2 separate regions of the Oryzias latipes genome follow, and region 2 is linked to region 1. The links are chromatin contacts, called in public Hi-C maps. All regions are on one chromosome and are shown on one strand. Each heading gives the region's core, a stretch centred on a gene start, on an enhancer-like site or on the middle of the called end of the contact. The rest is flanking DNA. Distances are from core to core; before and after follow the strand shown.

Region 1 (4,385 bases), core at 1,124-3,623:
GATGAAAGGGAAACAGCGGGTCAAATGGATGGAACCTTACACAGAGCAAAAAGAAAAAATATATTCTTAAATTCAGTTTGTCATTCGGGCCCAATCCAATGCAGAAAATGCTTCTACCCTCATCTTTAACCCTTGTGCTGTCTTAGCTGACCCCACCCTTCCATTGACGAGTTCTCCCTACCATGACAAAGGTGGATAAAGGTGGAAAGATTTCATGTAATCCATGGACACCAGTGAAGATCACAAATCATTGAAGAAAAAAGGTTCAGAGCACTGTCTAGTGGGTCTAGATGACCCAACTCCCAATGTTAAAATGCCTAGGATAGCACAAGGATTAAACAGTTATGTCCACAAATATTTCAACTTTTATGTTATCTATGACAAATTCCATCAGGTCTACATCAAAGCTGGCCAAGATCTAATAAACGTATTAATAAACGTACCGTTTCCTGAGTTTCGTGTGTAGCAAACTAGCTCAGTTCTGTCAGCTTTCCTGTTCTTGACTTTTTCCTCTTTTAATCCTTGTGATCCATGGTATTTTCCTACAACAATTATCCATTTATTTCTTTTGGAAACAGTTTTACAATCACGCAGGTTGATTTGATTAAGAACTTGCTAGATTGATGTGGTTTGATGGTAGGAATTGAAATCGACTGATGGTTAAACACCTATCCATCAGTCACTGGCACAGGCATATACAGTACACACGTGTAGTATAAGAATTCTAAGACGGTAGGTAACTGTGAGGTCAGCTTACTCACGTCACAGCTTAAAAACAGGGCTTTCTCAGAGGGTCACTTGGCAGAGGCCAGCGTTTCCTTTCACATAGTTAACGTGTCAGACGTAGGAATGATCTAATCTTGTGAGGTGTGACATAATGACTCACTTGTTGGTTTAGCTTTGGGACGTGATCACTTCTGATTGTTTTGTGAGCCGCAAACTCTCAAAAATGTCCCAACTCCAGATAAACGTTTTGTTGCTCAACTGCACTGGACAATCAGCCTGTTTAAATGTGGAATGAGTATGGCTGTAAAGTCAGCCCACGACCATAAAGCACAGCCGTGATAGCGAGCATGCTGAGCTTCACGCGAGTTCAAAATCCTGAGGCCAACGCATGGCTGGAGGAGAAAGGAAATCCATCCAACTCTTCTCAAAGTTGACGTTTGCATCTGCGAGGACTCAACCCCATTACTAACGTCTTCTCATTTTGGTCTGTAAAATGTGGATATCAAACAAACACCAGTCAAAAAATAAATCATAGAACTCGAGGGGTTATTTTTATAAATACTTCTGTTTATTTTTAAAATACAAAGTAACAGTATATACATCCACGGTAAAGTGGTTTAGAAAATCCATGAGTTTATTTTATATGCTCTGAAAAATACATTTGAACCGCCTGAACGTGAGACCAAAAACTGCAGCCAAGTGCTGATGAAGGTCTCTGCGATCTTTGCTCTTCCACAGGGATGAAGGCACATCAGGATCCACACGGCACGAGATGAGTTCAAAACAAAATCCTCCAGGAGCGAAAAGCATTTGAGGTTCCCTTTATAGTATTCTGTCCTCCATCGTCCATCATGAGAGGGAAAGTAAAGCATTGATAGTACCTTTAAATATGTTAGGTCTATAAAAGAATCTGCTTTTTAAACAAAGGGAGCAAACCTTCTTCCAACAGAAAACCTCAAATATTTCACTGTTTTTTGTAATTGACAGAAGTGACCTTTAGTTTCTCTGGAGTTGTGCGATTACCATCTGCACTGGTCTGAACAATGAAACACCTCCACGTTTAGAGATAAGATACAAGGAAAGATGCACAGGAGCGGATCTTTTGTTGTGGAGATACAAACAGCTTAAGACAAAAGTAGGCCTTCTTGGTAATGTAGTGCTTTGGTTAATCTGTAGCCTTCTATGCTCAGGGGGGGGGGGTTGCTGGCAGGAGCACAGGCCTATTTGCAAACGTATCTCTCCACAATCCGCTCACATTTTTTGCAGGTTACATAGCAGCACCAGTGGTATTTGCAGTGGCAGCGCTCGACCAGCTTCTCCGTGTAGGGGTTGTAGCCACGTCCGCAGCACATCAGGTCGCAACTGTCGCTGCCAACCGAGGTTTTGTTGCACTGCCTGAAATTAGGAGAGCACACACATTTAGAACTTGTGCTTTGTGTTTCACAACACCGTGGTTCGAACATGCATGCAATGAAGCCACAGCCCTTCAGTGTGTTCCGTGTTGTCGGCTGTAACCCTTCGTGTTCTCTCCGACACGCACTTTTTCTCCCCTTTTCCATTGTTATGCTGTCTTTAAGCAACCGGGGCTTTGTTGGGGCTCACCGAAGAGGCCCGGGGCATCCATGGTCCTCTCACAAAACATGCTGAGTCCACACGGCCACCCCACCCCCCCTTGGCTTACTCTTGTTTTCCGACAGCCGTTGATGACCAGCCTCTGGTGTGCGCCGCAGAGGCCTTTTCACTTTTTCATCCAGTCAGAAACTAAGATGCTTCACAACTGCCACGTGATTCAAGTTAAAGCTCTTCTCTATTTGACGCTTGTAAAGATTTAGAACTTCGTTTTTGGACATTCCAGATGTTTTATTAGGGTTCCTCTAACATCCCTTTGCTCTACACTCTCCAAGCTTTTCTCCAAATCTGTACAGTTGAGATTTTGTTTTTGTCTTGTTAAGATATCTAGAAATTATTCTCATTCTTATTACAATGCTTCATGCAATAGAAGCACTTTATTGTTGTTTACTTTTATCTAACACTCAAAACATTTTTACTGTAATTTTTGATTCTACTTTAAGGTTGTTATTTTAAAGTTCAATAAATGTTGACAAGTTAAGCTGGCATTCATTGTCAGTATTTTGGAAACAATCATTTAGATTTAGTTCTACGAAAAAGTGCTCGTTTTAGATTTTAAGAGGATGTACTAAGATGGTTTTCTCCTTTTGTTCACATTGTTTTAAAATAAGTCTTTTCCACTTATCACACTAGTTTTTTGTCGCTCCACATAACTGTACATGAAAACTCACTGTACACAAGATCTCAAAAAATACAAACATTTGATTAGAATTTAAAAAATATATGTATTTTTGGGCTATTTAACATCCAATTTAAAGTAATTCTATCTAACAGTCTTATTTCTTTGCAGCTCTTTTGACTGCTCGTGTAGAACTCCTTGTTTCTAGATTTCTAATGACAAGATTTTTTGTTTATGAAAATGACTTGCTGATCATTTAAATACTTTCTAAAGAGTTGTTTCCTTTTCCTATTTGCCGACTTCCTCTGTTCACAGTGCAGACAGATGTTTCTAAGCAGGAACTGCAGCAAAAAGAACCCGTTTCAGACACTTCCAGCAGATACTGAATGCTCTAAAAAATGAAAAACACCAGAATGCAGAGAGAAACAGAAGAATAAGCAACAAATGTGCACTTTCATTTGACAGTAAAGAGAAAATATTGTGATCGCATAACTTATATCCCACATAAATGAGAGCCTGACTCAAGTTTATCATCTGCTTATATGTGATAAGTGGCATAAGGCCGAGGTACACATGATGGACAATCATGTGATGTGTGACATTTATAAGCAAACACAATGTGGTGGAATACTTTAGGGACTGGATTTGTCCTACGTTTATGTCTGTTCTGCCCCGTGGTGGAAGAACACGGGGCAGAACACATCAATAATGGAGTAAAATACAGAAACCTCCTCCTATTGAAGTCCCACTCTGTTAATTTTTTGGGCTTTTTTTCAAAGTGTTCTCAGTGTTTTTTAGTTACGATCTTGCAGTTTTTAGCCGAAATCAAAAAACCTGTGGTTTTCTAGGACATTGTTTCCGCAGAGCTGTAATAGCAACCCCGCCCCCCTTTCCATTCCCCGTTACTGAGAGCTTTCTGTTCACACTCTCTCGCTAGCTTACAGTCAATCACACCCCCTAACCTTACAACCAGTACCAACCAAACAGCAACAACGGCGAGCAAAATCAGAGTTATCCATCTGCAGTTTGGATCCAGATTCCAGCTCAGACGAGGAAAATAAAGACGTTCGTGGATCTGTTTGTCTGACAGTGGATGCATCAGAATGGAGCAGAGCAGGAAGACTTTGGTGTATTTTCTACGTCACAAATAATATAATTTCAAATGATATTTTTTCATCTGCTCCTGGTTAACAGCAATTTGAATAAAGTAATATTCAGAAATGCCATTTTAAGCTTCCTTTTCTTTTTATACAACTTCCATTATCAGAAAAAATCCCACCGTTTTCATTGGGGTGGGTGTTTAACCCTGGCTTTGTTTTGCTTTTTTTTTTTTAAAGCAGAAGATAAACAAAATGCTTGTGTAACTTCACCGTCTAGCTTTACTCCATTGAATCCAACTCCCTTCCTGGCC
Region 2 (4,364 bases), core at 532-3,031, 78 kb after region 1:
ATTGTAGGTCAGAGGATCGGATTGTTTCAAATGAATCGTTACACCACTACTGTCCATCATTTCAACCAAAACTTATTTGGCATAAAGCGACGCTGAATCTGCTCTGTCCTAATCATAAAACTCTTAGTATGCAAAGATGCATTTCAAAAAACCTGAAACGTCAAAAATTAAACATCATCATCCAATCAGCAACATCCCATAGTACTTATTGTGTTTTGCTTTTTCAGCATTTCATTTTATTTTCTGGAAATGACTTTTTTCCCCCAAAACATTGGATTTTAATTTGGTATTATTTAATTTTGTTTCTTTATTTTTCGTTTAATTTTAATTCTAAAATATTTATTGCTTTATTATTTTTTATTGTGGTCTTTCACATCATTGCATTGAGTGATTTGATGGTGGGATTTGGACTTCAGGGCCACCGTAGAAATTATATTTATGTACATGAATAGATTTGAAATGAAATAAAACTATTAACTATATGAATCAATGTACCTACGAGGTCCTAAAGCATTTGATGACACTTTGAACTATTATGAAGTTATTCAAGGCCGTCTCCTGATCCAAGCTTCCGCAGAACTCAGGATTGGGATCATCAGTAACATATCCGTGTTCTAGCAGAACTTCTGAATTTACACTTGTGGTCCAGATGTTCTGCCCAGCAGGTCCTGGTTCGCATTCTGAGAGTTTGCGCTTGGAACTGCGGTGTTGGTTCTGACCCATAACCTGAGAAGTGGGAGTTTACCTTTTAGACACGTCCATCAGAACCCCCGAGAACACCTTCTCTCCCTGCCGGAAGGACACCACCAGCGCGTCATCGATGACGTGGTCCAGAGAAACCCGAACCTCGGAACCGGGACTGAGGTCCAGAACAGAGGCCAGCGTGGAGGCTGATGGAGAGTCTGCTCGAGGCGGCTCTTCCAGCTTCACCAGGTCCGGCGGAGGGCGCCTCTTCGGGGACCAGCAGGGTGGGGAGGGGTCGGAGAGGCCGCGGCCCCCAGCAGGCTGAGGCTCCGGGCCGCTCGTCATCTCCTCCGTCGGCTCAGGCCGGGGCTCGGCCTGGATGAGAGCCGTGTAGCTCCGGTCTCGGTCTGCAGGTTCGGCCCGGTCCGTCGTCACATTTGTGGTGGGTTCGGCCGGTTCGTCTAGAGAAAGGCCGGCCTCGGTGACAGAGGGTGGCACCGGGAAGGAATGCAGAAACACGGCGTACAGCTGCGGGTCCGTCGGGGTTCCGCGGTATTTGCCGCCGGCCTCTGGGTCCCCCGGCAGTCCGGGGCAGAGCCGCTCCAGCGCGGCTTCTCTGATGGGACTGGCAGGCTCGAGCTCCGGCCTGACATGGCGGGCCTCTCCGTCTGCTCCGCTCTCTTCGCGCCAGCTAGCCGCTTCAGATTCCTGCAAAGCGTCGGGCCCGGAGGGGACTTGAGCGTATCCCTGGCCATCCGGGCCCGGTTCTGAAGGAGCTTCCGAGTCCACCGCAGAAACCGCCGCTCCGGGCTCTGCAGCCGCGGCCGCCATTTTCTTCCGCTGTGCTGCGGAACGCCGCAGCACCCGCCCCCCTGCTCCGCGGCCAGAGGCCTAGCAGCACTCCCATTGGCTGCAGGGACTGTCAATCAACAGAGACGACGCAAACTGCAGTCTCTGATTGGCCCCTTGTTGGATTCTGTGTGCCGTCAGATCCATCGGGAGGCGTCAGTCTTTAGCAAACAAAAACATTGTGCGTGAAGATCAATGCATCTTTGATTAGCACTTTGATCGGTGACGTCATGAGCAGAGGATTGCAGTATTCTCCAATTATGTTACTATGCGATAAAAAAACACCTTCCTTTTGATAGAGCATACTGATCAAAGTAGAATTGGGTACTTTGACAATAAAAGAAACAATGGTGGAGAAAACAATGCTGGGTGTCTGTCCCACTCTGTGTTCATTCTGCCAGTACTGGGACTTATACCAGTGACATGCTGCTACATTTATCAAACCAGAATGTTTAAATGGCCTCTAAAAAAATAAAAAAGTAACGTTCATTTATTTTGACACATTGGATGCGAAACCGCACAGCCCGAAGAAGCAAAACATGAGATCTATTGAGAAATTAACAGGTATTACTCATTCGTAACCATTCTTGCTCTGCTACCTTTTATAACATGTTTTTGTCAATCTTCTGTTTTTTCTGCAATGCAAGTTTTTCAAGTTGTAAACCGATCAATCAGATGCTTCAATAAAAGTACGTGGTCCCATGTCAAACATTCAAAATGTTTGATTGAAAGAGTCTCCTGAGCCCGCTTTCAGCATTAGGGGTGTGGCCTTTCAACAAGCTCACACCTGATTGGCAAGAGTGGTTGCCATAGAAATGTTGACCCAGATTGACGTGTAACTGCTTACTGACGTCACGCGGTGGAAAATGGCAACTGAATTGACTTCATTTCATTGGAACCAGAAGTAAGCCGTTTTCTATGAGTGACGTCACACTCATTCTGTCCAAACCTGGCATCCTTCTGTCTGTAGTTTGGAGTCTGCAATTTGTTGTTGGGCAGCAGTGCTGACTGTGGCTGAATAAGCAAATGCAGGAGCTGCAGCGCCTGCCGCATTTGCTGCAAGTGTAGTCCATGGTGGGCTGGGTTCTCTGCTGTTTGCGGCTCTTCCTTTCCTCACAATGGATCTCTCTCTATGCTCTTGAGGCCTTTGCAGACCAGCTCCATGAGTACGTAGTTATGCTCAGCCAGTAACAGGAGGGCAGATGGAACCTGACGGAATGATCTTGTTCTCCAAAGAGCTGAGAAGTGTCAGATGATGGATCTGTGAAGGGATGCGGGGAGGTGCTGTCGGTAGTACTAGAACTTAAAGGAAAGTTAATCAGCATTCCCCTGGAGAGGTTGCTGCAGGAGAAGAAAAAAGCTTGGAAATGTCTGTACCAATTAAGACGTGAGAAATGAGTTTTTCTATTATCTCTGGAAAAATGCCACCTTCACAAACGTGCATGTGTTGGTGTGTAATTCTGCAAGTCTATCAATCTCCACCTAAATAAGTCTGGAAGGATTGATTGTGGAAGTGAAATGTTTTGCTCAGTTTGCGTGTTTTCTTTTTGTCCACATGTACAGTCAATTAATGATTGGACATAAGTCAAGTTATTTCAGTCATTAATGTTACACTTTTTCTTGTGAAGAAATGTTTGATCTAGTTTTCGTGTTAGTTTTTTAAAATCTTTAGTTAAAATCAAAATAATTAGCTGTACATCAAAATATGCATAAGACAACTCGATGAAAGTAGATTTGACCTTTGGTTATACCAGATTTTGATGGACTGCAAAGTGTAGATTGAGTGAGGGTTAATGTCTGACGAAATGTGCGTTATAACTTTTTAACGCACGCCGTGGAAGCCTGAAAGGACGGTTGCTTCCGCGAAGTGCGTTAAAAAGTAATAAACGCACACTTCGAAGGCCATTAACCCGTTTATACCATGGTCACATACAAAAGCAATACATATTAACCAGTTTTTAGTCCTTAATTCTTGTTTTTTTCCCAATTTGGATTGCTTTTCTAACAAATAGTCCACCTCGCGCCGCACCACCGCTGCAGTCAAGATTAGGTAATATATATCTATGCTGATATTTCCGATGGGTTGAATAAAGCGTTAGTTCAGAGAGAAAGTTCACCTCTTACCGCTTGTTGTTGTCCAAATGATGAAGCAAAAGGTTGTTTTAAAGAAGCCGGCACAGTGATATAAAACATTTAAGCTTAACATTTAAATAAAGTAATAAAGTAAAATAATAAGGTTTTAACGCACACCCAGCAGCCAATCAGAATCGAGTATTCACCCGGACCATGGTATAAAACATGGCAATCCACAGTGATAATGTACACCTAAAAAATATGTTCTGGTCACATGGCCCAAATGTTCTATGTCCTAAACTCCACTGGGTGGCCGGAACGACAGAAACTTGGAACATAGGCTGATATACACAGTTCATCACAGCAGGTCAGTAAGAAAGATATGAACGATTTTTATAGTGTGTTTATTTTTATAATTTTTTAAGAATCTAAGAAAAAGATAATACAAGATGAGAATTTGAACTATTTATTTTTGGACTTTGGTTCTTTGAAACAAACTTTTGCTTTATTATCTGGATAAAAACAAGCAGTAAGAGATGAACTTTCCCTCTGAAATGATGCTTTGTCTAACTTCTCATAACCTTCAGAATTGACACCTCTTACCTCTGCTGCTTCTGAGTGAGATTGGTGCTGGCTCTGAAGCTGTTACCATGACAACGAATTGCACTGGGTATCATTTAGTCACAAAAAATGTAAACGTAAAAAATAACAAGATTAAAGTACTAAAAATGGATTGATTTTTTTTTTCACATGGTAGC

Evidence for each region. A called contact is a pair of places that touch in the nucleus more often than the background predicts.
Region 2: a contact with region 1 is called in a Hi-C map of gastrula embryo, with 14 times the contacts expected there. The contact joins the promoter of pwwp2a here to the enhancer-like site in region 1. A contact is called at or near these places in 2 of 5 Hi-C or Micro-C datasets (embryo and gastrula embryo).

What each region holds. Positions count from the first base shown.
Region 1 is chr14:22,976,583-22,980,967 of ASM223467v1, forward strand. It overlaps wnt11 (protein Wnt-11), which reads right to left. Exons shown (of 6, transcript XM_011483814.3): 6 at 1,273-2,121. The coding sequence ends at 1,978. Among protein-coding and RNA genes, the nearest start is that of wnt11, 12 kb to the right of the region's middle. Within about 2 kb of position 2,374, at least 3 of the 8 cell types and tissues checked have an H3K27ac peak or open chromatin away from gene starts, as enhancers often do. A contact at or near this core is called in embryo and gastrula embryo, where this site is marked.
Region 2 is chr14:23,055,401-23,059,764 of ASM223467v1, forward strand. pwwp2a (PWWP domain-containing protein 2A) reads right to left here and starts at 1,782. Exons shown (of 2, transcript XM_004076730.4): 1 at 746-1,782. The coding sequence starts at 1,515.